Regions from separate parts of the Danio rerio genome. Here region 1 is linked to region 2. Evidence: chromatin contacts called from public Micro-C data. All regions are on one chromosome and are shown on one strand. Each heading gives the region's core, a stretch centred on a gene start, on an enhancer-like site or on the middle of the called end of the contact. The rest is flanking DNA. Distances are from core to core; before and after follow the strand shown. Region 1 holds the start of mkks (MKKS centrosomal shuttling protein). Region 2 holds the start of tasp1 (taspase, threonine aspartase, 1).

Region 1 (5,958 bases), core at 1,621-4,120, 790 kb before region 2:
TATTTAATGAAGGGACTAAGCCGACAAGAAAATGAATGAATAATAATATTTTGACAACAATTTCATTAGCCCACAAACATTTAAAAAAAAAAACATTTATAAATGCATTTATATGTGTTAGTTTTCATAATTACATAAATAAAAGTCAAACACACATTTTAAGCTAAATCCTTTTTTTTTTCAAAACATCATACTCGGAAACCAGAGCACCCGGAGGAAACCTATGCGGATATGGGGAGAACATGCAAACTCCACACAGAAATGCCAACTGGCCCAGTTGGGACTCGAACCAGCAACCTTCTTGCTATGAAGTGACAGTGCTAACCACTAAGCCACTGTGCCACCCCAGATGCAGTATATACACTTGTATTTCACAACTCCATTACAGTAAAACTTCATATTAAATTACACAAAAACAAATCCCCATGAAGCCCTGAACTAAATATTTACCTGTTATCTTGGCAAACGGCTCCATCAGAGCGAGTCCGAGCCTTTCGATCACGACCACTTCATGCTCTCTCAGGTAGTGCTGAAGAACTGGATGTACCACTTTTTGGCATGCGAATAAACTCACTTTATCCTTTACAACCTGTTCCCCAATCTTCAAGAGCTGCTGAAGGAGATCTCGTTCGGGGTTCAATCCTCTGTGGACCTCCAAAGCAACATCGCCAACCTCAGAAATATCCCCCGACAGTGACACACCAAAAAGCACCACCTTAAACGGACCATCTCCCAGTCTTTCGAGATCTCCAGGCAGGAGCATCTCAGGAACATCCAGCAGCAGTCCAGGAAAAACTGAAGAATGGTTCACAGATTGACCCTCAATGCCAATAGTGACCGTTCTTCCAAAGCAGGCTGTACCAGAAGAGTTGCAAGGGATGGAGTACAGAAAAGCCTGTGTGATCAATGAACTGATCTGCTGCGTCTCTCTGCTGTCCAACATGCAGGCTGGTTTGCTGGTGATCATGCTGTGCGCCAATGCAACAAGAGAATCACAGCTGCTAAACTCCACTGGCACCTTACAGCCACAAGAGTCTCCTTTAAGATACACATTACATTGTTCCACAAGGTGTTTGTACACTTTGATTGCCGTGGATGTCCTAAGCCCATATTTTTTGGTGTTTTCAATAAGTGTGAGTGTAAAAATCCCCATAAACAGCCCTGAGTCACTGTAACGTGTGGTGTGATGTTGAAGAGCAGTTGAGATCAGTTTGAGAAGCGGCTCAGACATTTCTAGTCGTTTGAGAAGCGCTGTTGAGGTTGAAGTTGTCAAGACGTGGCCCCCAACGTTGTTGTGTATTTGTTTCAGTCTGCCGGTAGGTCCATAGGCTGTGCTGAGTATGTTTCTTAATAGAGTGATCTTTTGGCAGATGGTACTGTTGGAAAGAGGTTCGTCTGTGCATAATGCTGGCTTCTTCTTACTAATGCGAGACATGCTGTGGCTTAATTTGAAAAAATTGGCTAAATCAATGTAGGTCAGTTACTTTGACAAGAATAGATGGTATGTATATAGTATTATAGAAAAGGTTAAGTATTGATTAAACTGGTATATGAATACCTATAGGTAGGCCCACACAGAATCTGTGCACGCAGATTTTTAGCCCATGGTTGCGTCTATATATTTACTTGAGTAAAAGTGTGTAAATTTATATTTATTCAGTATTTAAATTAATGTTAATGAATTTAAAGTAATATTATTGACTAATATGAAAATGTTCTTATGATTAATTTACAATACAGTTTGTATTGTATTGTATTGTATTGTACTCGCTTTATTTTACTAATTAAGTGGATCTAATTGGATTTGCGTTGTATACATTAAATAAAAGTTTAAAAGGTATTATTTTTTATTTCATATATCAAGTTTCAGTAATGATACTCCCAAAATCTTTTAAATTTAAACATTTTCTGTGCAGAAATAGCTAAAAATGTCCGCAAATTCTGTCTGGCCCAACCTATAGGTAACTGTATATATAACGTCCTATGACTGTTGCCATTCACTAGTTATTTTAAATGACAAAACAATATTTAACAATCATAACACAATTGGAACCATTTAACCTGAACCAGATAAATAAAAATGTCTAAAAATGCATTGTTTTCAGTGAGGGAATTCATTTTTGCAATTTTTCATCTAAATAATTATTTATGTTTCATACATTATGACAGTTTTTGAGCAATCTTTAGTTATTATCTATTTATTTCATTGGAATATATGTGCATTTTAAAAAAAAAATCTTACATATGAAATATTAAGTGATTATTTTTGATGAGATATTAAATTATACTATTTCAATATTTACATTAACATATTAAATAATTTATAATACACTAAGGCAATTTGATTCTTATCAAAATTTATTTTGCATCTGTTTATAGTTAGCAACTTGTTTATAAGTTAACAAAAGGTCATATATGTAGTAATAACATGGTAAAATCATGGTAACGTTGAAAATATTTACGACTTTAATTTGCTCACGAGATGTTGCTGATATAAATATGGTTTTGTTTAAAAAAACAAAGTTCCAAAATATTAATATTATAAATATTATAAACGGCTAAATAGTTACGTTATAACAAAGTATCTTTTAAAGTCTTTGGTTATAATAATTCAGATAGTGTTATGTGGTTATTTATTATGAGGTCAGTACATTTTATTTGTAGTCTACAAAGTATTGTACTTTAACCACTCATTATAACATAGCGTTACTACACTTATCTTTTACTTAATAGCAATATCTTCTTTCATATAACAACTAATAACAAACCTAATAGCTTATAAAACGCGCATATTTAGCGTCATACATACCAAAATTCAGCTTATATCTTAACTAACTGAAGAAAGAACAGCCAAAGGAACATTAAACCGTACCGCACAAACCAGGCAGATGGTGTTTATGTGCTGCACATGATCTCATAGAGTAACTAAACTATGCCAGTTAAAAAGTGTTTTACAAAATAAATGGATAAATTAATGGTTAAATTATGAACAGCAAGCGCTATTCATGTTTTGTGTCCTTTTATGTAAGCTGAGATATATCGTTCAGGATATTTCACAATTTACGTAAAATAGCAATCACCGCTGTCTGGCAAAAATATAGCTTCCTACATCCGGCTACGTCTCTATGACAACTGGTAGCGCTGGGGTCCTTACGTGACACAGGGCATGTTTCAAACCATCGGCGGGAGATTAAAGTTTCGTTCATTGCGGCTATTTTATTGTCATTCTCGACTAAATTGTGATTAAACATGTTAAATATTTATTGTACGTTACATTCAAATAACCCATGTATATTGTAAGCCAGGTCTGAGTGCCGCATAATCGCCCTTCTGCTTTGTGTTTTGAATTTGACTTGTATCTGTCACAATCCAAACACGTGAGTAGCTGCTTCACTCTAATGACTTGACGTTCATCACTGAATGCTCAAAATATCAGCAATAAATAAAAAGTATTTGTGTTTATCTAGATGGGGGAAATCTAACGACTGAATTTGAACAGGATGGAGCCCTCGAAATTTGTGGTCAAGGTAAACTTTTCATTTTATCAGTTTATCTTAGAATCTTCGTTGCTTTTGTGTTTTATTTTTACAGTAATTGTAAAATTAGTGGTTGAGACAAATGAAATCGAAGCTGTAATTTCACAATTTTGACGTTTTGTGTCTGAATGTTTACAAATGTATGTCGTTATGCCAGCCTTATTGTTTTATGAATGTGTTGTTACCCTTTATGCAGTGATCATGATTATCTTCATATCATCATAATTTAGAATTCGTAACCTTGGAGTTATGTCCAAGTTTCTGTCTGCGTTCTGAATGATTTTGAGGTATTGAGCTTTAAAGTTTTTGCACTGAATAGCAAACAGTATGTGTGTAACATTTTTTTATTTTTTATAAAAAGGCTTAAAATGTAAACAATAATAAAAAAACATCCCATAATGTAAATAAGTTGTCATTTAATAAGAATATATGAATATCTCAATTTGGACAAAAATGTCAGGTAGAACCTTATAATTCTAAGGTGACAAATTGTTTATCATGATTTTGAATTTTTAAGTCGTTACTGTGATTTACCAAAGATTATGGCTTCCATATAATAAATTATGATAAACCTAAAGAAACGAGTGTATTCAATGCTTAAGAGATCGTTGAAACAAAAATAAATAATAAATTCTGAAAAAAATGAGTTTTTCTGTTTTTGAAAGCTTCAGGTATTTCTGATTTGTGACTTGGAGTTGAGACAGAGGGTATAGTTAGCTCAGAGAAAAAAGTTTGTGGATTTTGTTTTGTCGTAGTTGTATTTGTCTTGATTTCTCAAAACTTGTGTTTTTTTTGTGTGGGTGAGTTGCATACATAGTCAGCTACAAAGACCAGGGTGAGCTAATGTTTGGAGTTCTGTCAAAAATAATAGCCCTGCTGTGACTCTTCTTTTCAAATATTTGGCAAATTATGTTTTACAGAGCAAGGCATTTGTCAAAGTATTTCCTATATATATATATATTTTTTTTTTTTTTCTAGAGAAAGTCTTATTTGTTTTATTTTGGCTAGAATAAAATCAGTTTTATTATTTATTTATTTTTAAATTAACATTTTAGGATCAAAATTATTTGCCCTCTTGTTTTGATTGGCTACAGCACAAACCACTGTTATACAATGACTTGCTTAATTAACCTAATTTACCTAGTAAAGCCTTTATATTGCACTTTAACCTTAATACTAGTATCTTGGAAAATATTTAGTAAAATATTCACTGGCATGATGGTAAAGATAAAAAAAATCAGTTATTAGGAATTAGTTATTACAACTATTATGTTTAGAAATGTGTTGAAAGAAAATTTTTATTTCCATTAAACAGAAATTCGGGAAAAAATATAAAATATTATATTATATTTTCTTTTACCAAACTCTATTATATATCTTGGGAACACTTAATATATGATGCACGTGCTGCTTAGGACAATTCTTTGAAATGTTTGGGCCAGATTTACCAAACAGGGTAAATAATCACCTAATTTTCATAATATCAAAGAATTGCATAAACTACGGCAGTTTGGCTCATAAACAAGCAGATTGATGATAAGGTGCAAAAGCACTGGTGCAAATTAGGGTAATCTGGTAACGTTGAGTTGAGTTGACTTTATTAGTACCCGTAGGTAGATTCTTTTTTCAGCAAAGTTTTGCATTTGGTACAAACAATTAAATCACACATATACATACCCACATATACACATACAAAGTACCTTTTAAAAGATTATAATTTATTCAGAGCAACAATAGATGATGGGACAAAGCTATTCCTGAACCATTTTGTCCTATAAAGCATCTGAAACCTTTGACCCGAAGGGAGTAGGTTAAACTCCTCAAACAGAGGATGAGAGCTACAAATAATAATGTTCTGGGCATTCCGTAAAAGCTGCCTACTATACAGGGATTCAATACTTAGCTGTGATTCACCAATCAACCTGCTAGACCACCTAACATCCTGGCTCAGTCTATTCTTGTTTTTGAGAGACAGACCTCCAAACCATGCCACCAGAACGGAGGATAGAATAGACTCAATAAAAGCAGGATAGAAAAGAGTAATCATATTGGGGCCAATGTGGGCATTTCACAGCTTTGAAAGTTAACTTCATGAAATACAATAACAACTCACCCAAAAATAAAAACAAATAAATGAAATATTTGGAAAGCTGAGATTTGAATGCTGTAAACCAAAATACTAATTTTCTAATGTATTGTAACATTTGAAATTGGGCATAATTCTTTTCCATTTTACCTATTAAAATAGACCAAATCCATGCTTATACTCCAAATAATGCAGTTTACTTTTTAGACATGTACAGTTTTACAAGTTTTTAGCTGTTAGTAGCAGAAATATACAATAAATAATCGATTGAAGATGTGCATACGGCATTAAAAAACACCAGAGTGAGTTTTATTTTTGTGTGAACTATCTGTTTAG
Region 2 (6,451 bases), core at 3,441-5,940:
GCTACTTGCCAAGCGATGCATTACTGTTAGTTGCAAAATATATCTTAAGATTGTGCATATTGGCAATATAAGAACACTTCGCAAAGGTAAGCAATCTGTGTTTAAAAGTTACACAATCAATATCAGAAAATCAGACAAACTGAGCTGGGATTAAAAGCCGATTATATCAGTGAATTGATGTCGAAATGACCTCTAGAATGCTATCCAAAGGTTACAGGGCACAGCAAAAATGCACAAGTATCTTTAGACATCAATTTTAAATAAAGAACCACATGAAACTTACTTTCTGGCAAGCTCTCTTGCACACATGTTTGTATTCCTTGGCTTTGGATTCAGAATGATACCCTGCCCCTGAGAAGATAAAATCATCAAAAATAACACAGACACGTTTGGTCAAAAGTCTTCATAATCAATGATTTTTTTTTTTTTTTTATCAGTTTGCCAACCTAGTTTAATATTATTAAATCAGCTTTATATCATTCCAATCCCATTGTTATTACAATTGCAATTACAGCAAAGTGATCTAGATGTAGAAAATGGCAAAAACACCATCAAAAGTATTATAAAAGCAGTTCATGAGTAAATTTTTAGTTGATAAGAAAATGTAAGACTGTTATTGACAGATAATATTCAAAGCGCTCAACTGTCATCACCAGATTTGACGTCATTACAGCCAAAAGCCATCATTTTGCAAATATGGCATGCTGGGCGGAATATGCAGAACGGAGAATAAAAACATCATGGAAGTGAAACATTATCACTTAAATTACAGCCTGTTTGTATGGTTTCAGAGGACTTGAATCACAGCGAAAAAGTAACACAAACTTTTTTTGTCATGTTTATACAGTATAAAACCTTTCCCTATTGTGTTTCAGGGACAAAAAATAATAACAAAATGGTTTGGAATAACTTGAAAGCTTGTAAACATTTCCTTTTTCTTACTTATGAATGACCCATGTGTCACATTCTGCACATAAAACCATCAATTTATAGAGCTAGTCCACACAAAAATTACTTTGCTGTTAATTTACTCACACTCAAGCCATCCAGAATGTAGGAAACAATTTTTTTATTCAGTAGAACATTAGAGAGTTTTAGCTAAAATCATTAGTCATTGATGATAGCTAGCTATCAGTGTTTTGAGTCAAAAATTATATAGAGGTAGAACAAAATTAATTATTGTGGCTCCTGATGATACACTGAGATCTTATGAAAAAAAGTGATTAATAATCCCACCCAGAGGAAACCCACGCGAACGCGGGGAGAACATGCAAACTCTACACAGAAATGCCAACTGACCCAGCCGAGGCTCGAACCAGCAACCTTCATGCTGTGAGGCGAGAGCACTACCTACAGCGCCACCATGTCGCCAGTAAGAAACTTTACTATTCATTTATTTTATTTAGTGCTGGGCAAAGATTCATCACATTCAAAATAAAAGTTTGTTTTGTTTATCACGCCATCAATTCAGTTCAATATGACATCTCAGTGCAACGACGATGCTTTCCATACACAATTTTATTTTTTTTACTTCACTGCAATTCTTGTATTAAAATGTTTATATTATTTATATATATATATATATTTGTAATACAATCTTGTCCTTTAATACAAGCAGTCAGATATATGAACTGAACTTTATGTGGACCTGCTCAAAGAAAACACTCATTTTGAATGCATCAAACAAAACTAAAGTACATGCACAGAAAAACATGAACATTTAAATCAGGGATCACCAAACTTGTTCCTGGAGGGCCGGTGTCCTGCAGATTTTAGCTCCAACCCTTATCAAACACACCTGAACAAACTAATCAAGGTCTTACAAGGTGTACTTGAAACATCCAGGCAGGTGTGTTGTGGCAAGTTGAAGCTAAACCCTGCAGGGACAACTGTCCTCCAGGACTGAGATTGGTGACCCCTGATTTAAAGCAAATAAACATATGCAAATATTATCCCACTTGCTTTTTGAGCATTGTCGAGTGAGTTGTTAAACACCTATGATTAGTCACACGCTCAACAGAAAGGGCTGCGATTGGCTCTAATGCTCTGGCACTAAGTGACACTGATAAATGGCAGCAGCGATCACAGCTGATCCATCATAGTCGCAGTGGAGAAAAGGGGCTTTGCAGACACACTTGCATCTGGATTAGACCCACAAGTATTGCTATAACAGGGTATATACAGGATTCAGAAAGTAAAATCCAATATCTTTTCAAACCTTTTTAAGACTCTATTCACCAGTTTAGGTTTCGACCAGAAACATTGGTGACATTTCAAATTTCACTAAATACTGATTGAAAGAAACTAATCCTGAACTAAATCAAGAATAATTGTGTTGCCTCAGTAATTGCAGTAAACAAAGAATCAAGTTGTCAAACCTAGCAGGATTTCATCGATTTTATAAACCACACAGCATCCCGATATTGGCAAACTGTAGCATACAACTATACATTGCATAATCAAAAATTATACAAAATTGATTACCTTGTAAGATAGCATTGAAGACTTTTTATTACTTTTTAAGGGCCTTACATTACTGTAAATTGTTTTATCAACTTTTAAAACTTTTTAAGACTTAGCGGACACTCAGTATGACAGCCGAGAGGAGATTGACCGCCATGAGTGTGTGAGAGAGAAATGGAGTTTACTTTCATTTTCTCCAAAGCAGTAAAATAGGGGCTTCTGCTGTAACTTCAGTGTCACTGAATGACTGTAGAGCAAACACACGCAGTGAATTGAGCAGAGTTTCTGTGTTTTATTTACTCGCGCTCATCTCCCTCACCATAGTATTCAACCGCCCTATAACACATATGAGATAAATGACATCAGTACGTAATAACCAGTTAAGATCTATTACTGAACCGATACTGAATTGTCCACGTCTGCATCGCGGTGCATCGAAAAACCCTTATTGTTTTGACATAATATGTGTGTGTTATATTTATCATGTAAATGTGATACACACACATAAGAACAAAACTATAAAAAAGTTTTTTGTTACAAAAATATTTAAATGTATATATAATTTGTATCATATACATATATATTTTATATCCAAATGTAAATAAACATTTACTTAAATATATGCATGCATGTATTTATATATACATAATAAATATACATAAATATATATAATAAATATACACATTACACACACACAGGCGCAGCAATGGGGGTTGGTCTTTTACTTTTAGAGACAGACCATTTAGAAACAGGTCATTAAAAATGTAAACCTTTAGATTTCATACAGCTGTACACACATATATATTATGTCAAAACAAACTTTTATTTTGGGTGCGATTAATCGGGATCCATTTGTGCCCAGCACTAATTTAAAACTGCACTTGGTTTAATCCACAACTTCAGCAAATTGTCATGAACCCATTCAAAATATTCTTTAGTGCAAGTTTCCTGTCACATAGTGATGTATCAGTGGGTACAAATGTAATCTCACCACTTCTTGACTCTTAATGGCCCATTAGACATTGACAGTACTTTTATGAATTACCAAGTACCAAATTTTCAGCTAAAAACAAAAAGTCTTTATTGTTCTACTGACGAAAAAAAGTCAATATTGGATAGCCTGACTAAGTTTGCATAAAATAACAATAAGTTTTTACTTTTGCTTAACTTCTGCTTTAAATTAGTGATGGGTCGTTCATGAACGATTCGTTCTTTTTGATGACTGACATGACTGGGGAACAACGAGTCTTCTCAGGAAGTGATTTGTTCATCCGCGCGTGTGCACATTTGTGCAGGTAGTATCTTTAATTTCAAGTCTTCATCACATTGGCAGAAGCCAATCATATGCGTTTAGAGCCGGAAAAAGACTTGATCCGCTCACCTCTCGAGTCCTCTATCGGGTCTGAGTCACTCGTTCATCACGAGCCAATCATATGCGTTTAGAGCCGTAAAAAGTTTGGTCCGTTCATCTCTTGAGGCCTCTTCCGGGTCTGAGTCACTCGTTCATCACGGGCCAATCATATGCGTTTAGAGCCGGAAAAAGAATTGCACCGTTCATCTCTCGAGTCCTCGGGTTTGAGTCATTCTGTCACGTGATGAACAAACGATCCCGAAACCTATCGGCTTAGACTGTGCATTGATTAAGATTATATGTGACTGTCAGTGTAACGAAAATGAACCCCTGACATTTGAAGACATGAAGAGGTGAGCTGAGCAAAGAGACAAAAATGCCTTCATAGACAAAAGAGCAGGTAAACATTGAATTATTATTTTCTCCTTGTTATATTCTACTTATGACTTAACGTTATTTGTCGTGCAATCAACCTTTTGGGCTAGTTGTTGATGTGTTTGGAAGCAATTCATAACATTTTAATAATATTTTGGCAAATTGAACCAAATGAACGAAATGATTTGAAAAAAGTTTTCGTTCATCTTGATGAACGAGACTCAAAGATCCAAGTCAGTAAAATGATCCGAACTTCCCATCACTACTTTAAATTAAATCACTTTTGTAACACATAATAGCTAAATCTGTGGCAAAACATCTCTTGCAGAAATGTCTTGTGTAAACAAATTCCATAAAAAAAACATATTCACCTGCATGCACCAGCACAAATCCCATATTTTTGCCATCACGATGAGAGATGGTGCTGTTCAGTTTAAACCCTGAATTGTTTAGTGGAGACACAGTCTCCTTGGAATCTGACGAGTTTTCTAGATTTTCCATGACCCGTATTGAGTGTAGCTTGCATTTTGACCCATCATTCACTCATAACTCCAACACAGTTCTGCAAGTCCTGAAAGCAAAGAGAATATATCACTATTAATATATCATTATGCCAGTTTGTATGAAAGCCATTAAAATGACACACATTTTGACATTAAGAACATTGATGCATCCCTCAAATAACAACGTGTCGATGAACACATGAAATCAAGCATCTTATAAGACTTTATTACAAATACATCAACTACTCATTTCAATCCCACAAGACAGAATGAAAACAAGGAAAACTTACTCGCGTGAAGACTTCAGGTGCATAACAACAGAAGAGCGCACATTTCCAGTCATACGCATGGCACAGCATCCCTACTGATAACACACACATACAGATTGCACTAAATTATGAGTGTAGTTGTGTGTTTTCTGCATGATTGCGATGTGATGGGATGTAATGTGATGATTCGATAAGCGGCGCATGTGCTCGCGTCACACCAAAACACTTCCTGGTTCACAGACACATGTGACCATGTGGTTGCAGCAGCGGCCTCAAGCGGCGGAGCACTGTACTGCGAATCATGACAACAGCAGTTTTACATAGAATCATCATGAGAAAAAAAGAAGACATCTCCACGTGGCACTGTTGGACATTCAATACATTAAAGCTAAGAAAATTCAAACATCTGTTTATGTATGCAAGCTGATATAATTATATTGCAAAATGAGTTAGATCACCTTAAGCTGGGTGCCCATGAGGGCCGGTGTTCTGCATAGTTTAGCTTCAACTTCCTTCAACACACCTGCCTGAAAGTTTTTGTATACCTAGGAAGAGCTTGATTAGCTGGTTCAGGTGTTTAATTGGGGTTGGAACTAAAATATGCAGGACACAAGCCCCCCAGGACCGAGTTTGGGCACCCCTGACTTAAAGCAATAGTTCACTCAAAAAATGAAAATGTACTCATGATTTACTCTCCCTCGATTGATTCCAAACCTTGGGAGTTTTTTCCTACTATTGAACGGTTGGTAAATGACAGAATTTTCAGTTTTTGGTGAACTATCCCTTTAATTACCTCACAATAGTGTCTTCTAGTATTATTGACTGTTCCTCTTGAGTGTCACCCAAGCAGTGCATATTATTACTGTATCAATACTTTGATATCATTTCCTGATTCAAGCCACAAGCACCCAGAGCTAACTGTGCCAAATATTTGCTAAAAGTGGCCCACATTTGTTTTAGGATAACTGGGCCCCATTTGCCATATCTTCTCTGGGCCACTATAGGCTCAGATCCACAATAGCCATAGCTTACTATGCCGAATATTCACCAGAAGTGGCCCACATATGTTTTAGGATAACTGGGCCTCATTTTCCATATCTTCCCTGGGCCACTATAAGCTAACGGTTGCATTAGCCAGAGTTTACTGTGCTGAATATTTGCCAAAAGTGTTACACATATGTTTTAAAAAACCTGGGCCACATTTGCCATATTTTTTTCTGGGCCACAATAGGTTCACAGTCGTAATAGGCAGAGCTTACTGTGCCAAATCTTTGCCTTAAATGGCCCAAATATGAATTTGAATCTTTGGCCCCCCTTTGCCATTGAACAGGTGGGCTACTTCAGGTTCACATTCATTTGGTCTCGGCTGAAGGAATAACACCAGTGCCACATAACTGCCTAAAGTGGCCCACATTTGTATGCTTTCTGGGATGTTTCTTCACACACAGTACTGTAATTTATCATGCACAGTCATGCATAGTACTGCAGCT

Evidence for each region. Hi-C and Micro-C count contacts between places; a contact is called where the count stands out from the background.
Region 1: a contact with region 2 is called in a Micro-C map of caudal fin, with 4 times the contacts expected there. The contact joins the promoter of mkks here to the promoter of tasp1 in region 2. A contact is called at or near these places in 2 of 18 Hi-C or Micro-C datasets (caudal fin and an unstated tissue).

What each region holds. Positions count from the first base shown.
Region 1 is chr13:38,929,082-38,935,039 of GRCz12tu, reverse strand. mkks (MKKS centrosomal shuttling protein) reads right to left here and starts at 2,870. Exons shown (of 5, transcript NM_200165.1): 1 at 2,810-2,870; 2 at 451-1,442. The coding sequence starts at 1,435. It overlaps slx4ip (SLX4 interacting protein), which reads left to right and starts at 3,142. Exons shown (of 12, transcript NM_200411.1): 1 at 3,142-3,377; 2 at 3,468-3,527. The coding sequence starts at 3,501.
Region 2 is chr13:38,142,417-38,148,867 of GRCz12tu, reverse strand. It overlaps tasp1 (taspase, threonine aspartase, 1), which reads right to left and starts at 4,690. Exons shown (of 13, transcript NM_001100953.1): 1 at 4,561-4,690; 2 at 284-351. The coding sequence starts at 4,690.